Regions from separate parts of the Macaca mulatta genome. Here region 2 is linked to region 1. The links are chromatin contacts, called in public Hi-C maps. All regions are on one chromosome and are shown on one strand. Each heading gives the region's core, a stretch centred on a gene start, on an enhancer-like site or on the middle of the called end of the contact. The rest is flanking DNA. Distances are from core to core; before and after follow the strand shown.

Region 1 (4,155 bases), core at 837-3,336:
AATCCGCGATCTCTGAAATAATCATAAAAGTGGAAACGTTAAAAAAAGAAAAATGGGGCCAGGCGCAGCGACTCATGCCTGTAATCCCAGCACTTGGGGAGGCCCAGGCAGGTGAATCACAAGGTCAAGAGATAGAGAGCATCCTGGCTAACATGGTGAAGCCCCATCTCTACTAAAAATACAAAAAAAATTAGCTGGGCATGGTAGCACACGCCTGTAGTACCAGTTATCAGGAGGCTGAAGCAGGGGAATCACTTGACCCCGGGAGGCGGAAACTGCAGTGAGCCGAGATCGAGCCACTACACTCCAGCCTGGGGGACAGAGTGAGACTCCGTCTTAAAAAAAAAAGAAAAGAAAAGAAAAAAAAGAAAAAGAAAAACAGGCCAGCTGCCTCGATTCACACCTGTAATTCCAGTACTTTGGGATGCCAAAGCAGAATAATTCGCTTTGTGGCCAGGTGTTCAAGATTAGCCTGTGCAACATTAAGCAAGATCTTGCCCCCTCCCCCGCCCCCCTCCCAAAATTGAAGTACACAAAACCTAACCATTTTGGTCAAACGACAAGAGAAATATGGCTCCTAAAAAAAACTGTAATGAATGTAAGTCAAGAGTTTTAACTAATTAGCCCATATCTAAGAATTATTCACCAGTAATAATAATCTCAAAGAGAATTTTCATTTAATAAGTTCTATATTGGAACTATATAACCTAATAATTTTCCTGTGATCTTGGGACTCAACATTTCTTACTGCTTCTGGTTTCAATCTATTTAAGAGTGAAAGTTTTTGACAGCATAGCACAAAGCAGCAATTTCTAATGACCAAGGGCTTATATCTTGCAGCAAAATCCAGTTCCAAAACAAAGCTTTCTCATGTCACACACCTAACAACCAGGACAGGAGCCCTCAATTCAGGTGGTTAAAAATTATTATCACCTGAAATTAATGTTTTTCAGTTGTGCTGTCACACTATAAAATTTAAGTTGCTAAAGTTCCCCCCAAAGGAAAGCAGCTGCCACCAAATTCCTCTGAAGCTACCCCTTCTTTCTTTTTCCGTCTTTAAGTTTTCCAACAGATATTAAACACACCACCTCTTGACATGGTTTAAGTTGGTTTTTTCTTCCAATGTGTTTCATCTTAAAGGGGAGAGGTTCCAACGTTCTAGGCATAATCACTACTAACAAAACTACTGATGCCCAAATACCATGCTCAAGTCTGCTGATAATACTTTTTGGAATTAAAAAGTATTTTTGATCTTGCAAAGTAATAATACAATTCTTTGCATGTTGGGAAGTGGCATGGATACACACCACTTCACCACATTAGTGCTTTCTCAGTACTCCTTCCCCTCGATTACCCTTCAATCTCCAGTTACATCTATTTTTAAATTCTAGAACACAGCGATCACTCAGGTTAACACAAAAAACTAAATCAGTTCATCTCTTATTTAAAAAATAGTTATGAAACAAGCAACTTACGTACATTTTGTAAGTATCTGAAGATGAGGTTCTGCACCACAGTGGCTAAGGAAAAAATACAAAAGCAGCATAGACTGCTTCCTGAAACAACTGGACGACCCTGTTCCCGTCTCACCTTGGTATACTGAACGCGAGGTCTGGTGCTTACGCAAACAAAAAGTGCCCAGCTGGGCATTCATTAGGGGTCTTCTAAAGATTAAAGAACATCCCTTCTACTTTCATTCCCCTGGAGTTTCCCGAAACCTTTAACTCCCGTTTTCACTCCGCACCTAAAGTTCTCTTCCCTCCTTTCGCCGCCTCCATTCCTGCATTCCCCCACGGCAGGGGTCCACCCAAGACCACCTCCCCACCATCACGGTTCTTCAACTACCCGCGCTTTCTTCCAGTCTTGGTCGCCCCGGGGGCTCATGGGATGTGGATTCGTACTCCGCTACCCCAGGCCTGCTCTCAGTCTGCGCCTTCGCACCCCGTATTCTGGCCCGAACCTCCCAGTCCTGACATCCTGCGTAGGATACGATGGGCTGCACCATAACCTTCTGCACTTTCTGGCCCTGGCCACGGTACGCCATGGTGAAATTTCACAAAGAGCACAACCTCACGCTGCCTCTGAGAGCAATTTCCGGAATAAAGAACCGGAAGCGGAAGTATGTGAAGGTTACGCGGCGACATGGGCGTCTCCTAGGAAATGCCCCTCTAGCCACGAAGTCATGTTTCTCCGCTGCATGGCCTCCGAGGGAGGCCAAACTGAGGCGTCTGCGCTGTGGAAGGTGGACCGGTCCTATAGCGCCACCTGGAGGCAGGCGGGAGGAGGTGCCTTCGGTTGCCATGTCTCCAATTTCTTTTCTTTTCTTTTTTTTTTTTTTGAGGCGAAGTCTCGCTCTCTCGCCCAGGCTAGAGTGCAGTGGCGCGATCTCAGCTTACTGCAACCTCCGCCTCCCGGGTTCAAGCGATTCTCCTGCCTCAGCCTCCCGAGTAGCTGGGACTACAGGCGCGTGCCACCACGTCCTACTAATTTTTTGTATTGTTGGTAGAGACGGGGTTTCACCATGTTGGCCAGTATGGTCTCGATCTCCTGACCTCAAGATTCGCCCGCCTCGGCCTCCCAAAGTGCTGGGATTACAGGCGTGAGACACTGCGCCCAGCCCGTATCTCCATTTTCTGAGTTAGCTTAAAAAGCCAAAATCGTCCCACTGTGTATCTCTGTGTGTAAAGTGAGTTAATTTCGTGCCTTTCCTAAAAGTTTAGGCTTGATAACAGCGTTGTGGTGGACAGGGTAGGGCGGCAAGAAGCCCAAACTTCAGGCCTCCCGCCTCTGGCAGTCGGCCAGGGGCGGTCTGCATTCCAAAGCCAGACGGCTGGTTCGCTCCAGTTACGGATTCAGCTCAGCCACTTCGTGGAGCGAGTTTACTGTTCAGGTGGCAACTGAGGGTGGCGATCTACCATGAAGACGCTGAAATCTACATGCCGGGCGCAAATCCAGCTCTTTTAGAGTTGGGTGACAAAGGATAAATTACTCAGCCTCACCGTGTCTTGGCTTAGTTTTCAAAACGGAGATTAAAGATTAACTTTACTCAGGGGGTTGAAGATTCAATGAAAGAATTGTCTATGTGTGCACACAGTTAGGCGTCAGCCAGTGTCAGAACATGCCCTTCCCTGGATAACACAGCTACTAAGTGGAGGAGCTGGAATTCGTAGTTGTGCCTGACCCCAAAGCCCAACTACCTTTCCATTGTGTCATGGCTTGTGGCCTGGCAGAGAGTTCGTTTAATTGGCATACACATGTTATAGAAGAGGAAACTGAAGTTTAGACTTTTGAAAGGACTTGCCTTAAGGGAACACGGATTAGGGCAAATGGCAGAATCAAAATTAGCTTTTCTGAGGGCTTCTGTTTAGTGGGGATAATAGTAATGACAACCTCAGAAAGGGTTTGAATTGAAAGTGATTTTTAAACTACACGAAGTGGCCAGGCTCATGCATGTAATCCCAGCATTTTGGGAGGCCGAGGCAGGTGGGTCATCTGAGGTCGGGAGTTCGAGACCAGCCTGGGCAACATGGTGAAACCTTGTCTCTACTAAAAATACAAAAATTAGCCATGCATGGTAGCACACGCCTGTAATCCCAGCTACTGTGGGAGACTGAGACAGGAGAATCGCTGTCTGCAAATCGCCGGGAGGCAGAGGTTGCAGTGAGCCGAGATCATGCCACTGCACTCCAGCCTTGGCGACAGAGCGAGACTCTGTCTCAAAAAAATAAATAAGAATAAATAAACTACACAAAGCTAGCAAATGCTTGGCATAACTATTTCCTTTAAAAAATTTCAGCCGGGGCTGGGCACAGTGGCTCATGCCTGTAAATCCCAGCACTTTGGGAGGCTGAGGTGGGTGGATCACAAGGTCAGGAGTTCGAGACCAGTCTGGCCAATATGGTGAAACCCCATCTCTACTAAAAATACAAAAATTAGCCGGGCATAGTGGCAGGCACCTGTAGTCCCATCTACTCAGGAGGCTGAGGCAGGAGAATTGCTTGAATCTGGGAGGCTGAGGTTGCAGTGAGCCAAGATCGCGCCACTGCACTCCAGCCTGGGTGACAGAGTGAGACTCCACCTCAAAAAAAAAAAAAAATTTTCAGCCGGGTGCGCTAGCTCATGCCTGTAATCCCAGCATTTTGAGAGGCAGAGGCA
Region 2 (4,155 bases), core at 947-3,446, 220 kb before region 1:
CTAGCGGGCTGGCGCCGCGTCGGACGGGTCCGAAAACAGAACCGCGGAAGGCAGGGAGACCGCCCCAAGCCCAGGGCAGAGAGCAGAGGGCAGAGAGCGGCCTGGCTCGACGGAGAGCGCCGCCCGGCCAGAACCAAGCTTGCCTCCCAGGACTGCGAAACGAACAGACTTATGCACCCATCTTTGAAACCGGCATGTCGTGATCGTTTGGGGGATACCGGTTTGGAAGGCATGAACTCCGGGAAGTAGGGACCCACCTACTTGGACTACTGAGAGCCAAGTACAGCCTAGTGGTCAAGAGCCAGCAGCATCGTCTCTGGCCGTCTTTGGCCAGACCCCTTCGCCAGCGCCAGCGCCAGCGCCGAGGCGTCCTGCCCGGAAATTCCCAGAGAGTCAAAGCAAACTTCCCAGGAAAACTCTTCGGCTTCCTCCAAGCCTCTGTCACCGTGGCGGCTGCCAAGAGCGCCAGCGGAGTCTTTGCAGCTGCCGCGGGCCCTCCAGGGCGGGAGCCGCCGCTCCAGCGTTCGGGGTCCTCCCGGAAAGGTCCAGGGCTGAAGTTCAAAATTCACTTCCCGCCCAGGCCCGGCTCACTGCCCCGCCCGGTACTCTCCGGCAACCCCCACGTCTCTTGCCTTCTCCAGCTCCAGTTAGTCCTGGAGCGCCTCCAGCCTGAAGACCCATGCGGGCAGCTGGGCGAATCCCGCGGGCGATCCCTGCGCGCCTGGGGACTGGAAGCAGCCAGAGCAGGCGCACACACACAACCTTGTGTGTGCGTGTGTGTTTACGTACGGAACGCGCGGGGTGGGAAAACAATGGCGAGCCGCTGGGAACTGAGTGACTACCCGCTCCGCATCTCCCTACCCCTAGGCGCGATCAGCGTTTGCAGCGGAATCGGGATGAAAAGGCTCACCTACGATATCCCAGGGCGGGAGGTGTGGGTAGTAAAAAGCAGCCTGGGGTGGGGGTGGGGGTGGGACGGGAGCAGCCGGAGCAGAAAACAAACAGGATGCGGCGCCAGTCTGGTCCGCTGGGGAACGACCCTGAAACCGCGGCAAGGGGCGCGCGTCTGTCCCCCAGCACCCCACGCAACCATGGCGGAGGAGCTCTGCGCCTCGTCGCAGGCACCTGAGCCCCACGCAGGACGCGCGCAGGTCGCCTCGGCTTCCCACTGAGAAATCCTTGAACTAGGCGCATAGTCGGGCTAATGAGAAAGACCTAGTCCTCTGCGGTCGGCGAGGAGCGGGTTGAGGGTGCACCCTAAGCTCGACCCGCGTGGTGAACGCGCGCGCGCGCGCGCACACACACACACACACACACACACACACACAAACACACACACACACACAGCCACGCACTGCCTTACAGGCTGCCACCCCTTTCCACAAGGACCCAAGTCGGCCAGGGAGGAGCCGCCTCTGCCCAGGGTTGTTGGGGGTAGGTGAGGGTCCGTCCCTCCTCGAAAAACTTTGCACGGGGTGGAAACTCGCAGGGAAGAGAGCCGGTGGGTGCCCAGAAACGTAGGGGCGCAAGTGTCAAACTTCAGCGGGCTGGGGAGATGGGCGCGACGGCGCGATCATGGCGCGGAGGGGTGCACTTACTACTCAGCCAGGCGCGGGGCTCGGGGCTCGGGGCTCGCGGCTCCGCGCTCCTGCTCCAACTCCGTGCGGTCCTCGCGGCTGGCAGCCTACGCTTCCCGCTCACATGCCCCCGCGACGCCGCGGGCGGGCCGGGTTGGTGAGGCTGGGCTGGGAGGGGGCACGCCCCCCGCCGTCGGCCGGGGAGTCGCTGCGGACCCACGGCCACCCTGGGTCCGCGCCCCACGGGGGGCCGCCGTCCCGGGCGGCGAGCTTGGTTCCGGCCGGGCGGCGCCCTCTCCACCGAGCCAGGCCGCTCTCTGCCCTCTGCCCTCTGCCCTGGGTTTGCGGCCGTCTCCCTGCCTTCCGCGGTCCTGCTCCGCCACTAGTCCGACGCGCAGCCGGCCGGCCCGCCCTGCTCTCCGGCTCTCCGGCTCTCCGGCTCCACGCTCAGCGCCTCGGCTTGGTTCCGAGTCAGGGCCTACGAGGCTGACCGCTGAGCTCTGGGCTCAGACCCGGGCTCGCCGGTTCTGGACCCGGGTTCCAGGACCGGTGCTCACACAGTTCAATTCCAAGCCGGGACTGGAGCAGGGCGCTCGCTGCTCGCCGCTGCGAGGCTACTGGACAGCCTAGAGGAGAAAGAGGGAGGGAGACTGAGAGCGCGCAGGGGGAGGGGGGAGGAGGGAGGGAGGGAGGGTGGGGACATGCAGAAGAAGGGAGGGACAGAGAGTTTCCTCCTCCCCCCTGCAGCCGGGTCCATCCAGGCATCAACAGCTGGAAACCTCTGTTGGAAAGGAGAAAGCTTAAGGTTTCCGGGCGGCGGTGGAGGGTGGAGGTGGAGTGAGGGGGTGTAGAGAAGAGAAGAAAGAAGGATTCTGCCCGCTCCCACTGCCCAGGTATGCAGATCGCTACAGAGAATCTTCACTCCTTGAAGCTAGACCTAAGAAGTTACTGGTCCAACTCCAAGCCTCCTAGCCCCTCCAGACAGATAGCCTGAACTCGGGGTTTTTAAATAACCCATTTCTCTGGGAACCTGATCTCGGCCGGGCGCGGTGGCTCACGCCTGTAATCCCAGCAATTTGGGAGGCCGAGGCGGGCGGATCACTAGGTCAGGAGATCGAGACAATCCTGGCTAATATGGTGAAACCCCGTCTCTACTAAAAATACAAAAAATTAGCCGGGCGTGATGGCACGCGCCTGTAACACCCGTACTCGGAAGGCTAAGGCAGGAGAATCGCTTGAACCCGGGAGTCAGAGGTTGCAGTGAGCCAAGATCGCGCCATTGCACTCCAGCCTGGGCGACAGAGCGAGACTCGGCTCAAAAAACAAACAAACAAACAAACAAACAAAAAACCTGATCTCACCTGTAGCTAGATGGATTCCTGATATCTCCAACCACTCCCTAATCCTATCATTTGCAGCCTCTCATATAAATCTCTTATTTTCTCCTGTCCCATTATATGGGAGGGTGGGGGAGAATGCAGAGTTGGTTTCGGTTCATTCAACATATTTATCAAATGTCCACATGTGACCGGGCGCGGTGGCTCATGCCTTTAATCCCAGCACTTTGGGAGGCCAAGGCAGGGTATCACCTGAGGTTAGGAGTTCGAGACCAGCCTGGTGAAACCCCCTCTCTACTAAAAATACAAAAATTAGCCGGGTGTGGTGGTGCATGCCTGTAACTCCAACTACTGGAGAGGCTGAGGCAGAAGAATTGCTTGAACCTGGGAGGCGGAGGTTGCAGTGAGTGGAGAACGCACCACCGCACTCCAGCCTGGGCGACAGAGTGAGACTCCATCTCCAAAAAAAAAAAACATCTACATATGCCTGGCTTACCTGAGTGCTGGGGACACGAAGACAAATGAGACAGTGTCCTTCCCTTTCTGGATTCTGATTTTGTAAAGGAATGGGTGAATATACCATTGCAGTGAAGTGGAGAGGGCTAAGATAGGGCAGGCAAATGGGCACAGGGCCACCAAAGACACTGGGGTATGGGGACTGGAACCAGAGTCTTCTTGGGGGAGGTGGCATCTGAAATGGGTCTTGGAAGGACCTGTGGGTGTAGGGCAGATTAAAAGAGTGACAATCATGGACCTACTAAGAAGTCTATGCCCACAGTGTGGGTGGCCAGTGTGTTTAAAGGTGATGGTCAGCAAGGCTCTCAAGGCCTTCTAAGGACTCATCCTTGCCCACTGCTTTGCCTGGCTAACTCCTTTCATCTTTTAGGTCTCAGCCTAGACATCAACTTTCCCTGAAGCCTTTCTTGATGGCCATATCTGGGCCAGGTGCCCCATCTGTGGGCTCTGGAAAAATCCCCACTTGTAGATAATATGGTAACCATTCATTTGTCTGTCTGCCCTGCTGGACTGTAAGCTCCGCAAGGGCAGGGATGTATCTCTCCAGTGTGCCTAGCCAGGGATTGAGAAAGAGCATAAATACTTATTGATCAATACTTGTTGATGGAAGGAAATAGGGAGCCACTGAAGGATTCTAAGCAAGGCCTCAGATGCCATCAATCTAGCTGGAGATAGGAAGGAGGCCAGTGACCAGACAATAACAGTGACCAGGGTAAAAATGATGC

What was found. A called contact is a pair of places that touch in the nucleus more often than the background predicts.
Region 2: a contact with region 1 is called in a Hi-C map of liver, with 2.2 times the contacts expected there. The contact joins the promoter of SOX13 here to the promoter of SNRPE in region 1.

What each region holds. Positions count from the first base shown.
Region 1 is chr1:61,596,786-61,600,940 of T2T-MMU8v2.0, reverse strand. It overlaps SNRPE (small nuclear ribonucleoprotein polypeptide E), which reads right to left and starts at 2,086. Exons shown (of 5, transcript NM_001266775.1): 1 at 1,991-2,086; 2 at 1,480-1,506; 3 at 1-12. The coding sequence starts at 2,044.
Region 2 is chr1:61,816,297-61,820,451 of T2T-MMU8v2.0, reverse strand. SOX13 (SRY-box transcription factor 13) reads right to left here and starts at 2,196. Exons shown (of 13, transcript XM_078003844.1): 1 at 1,599-2,196.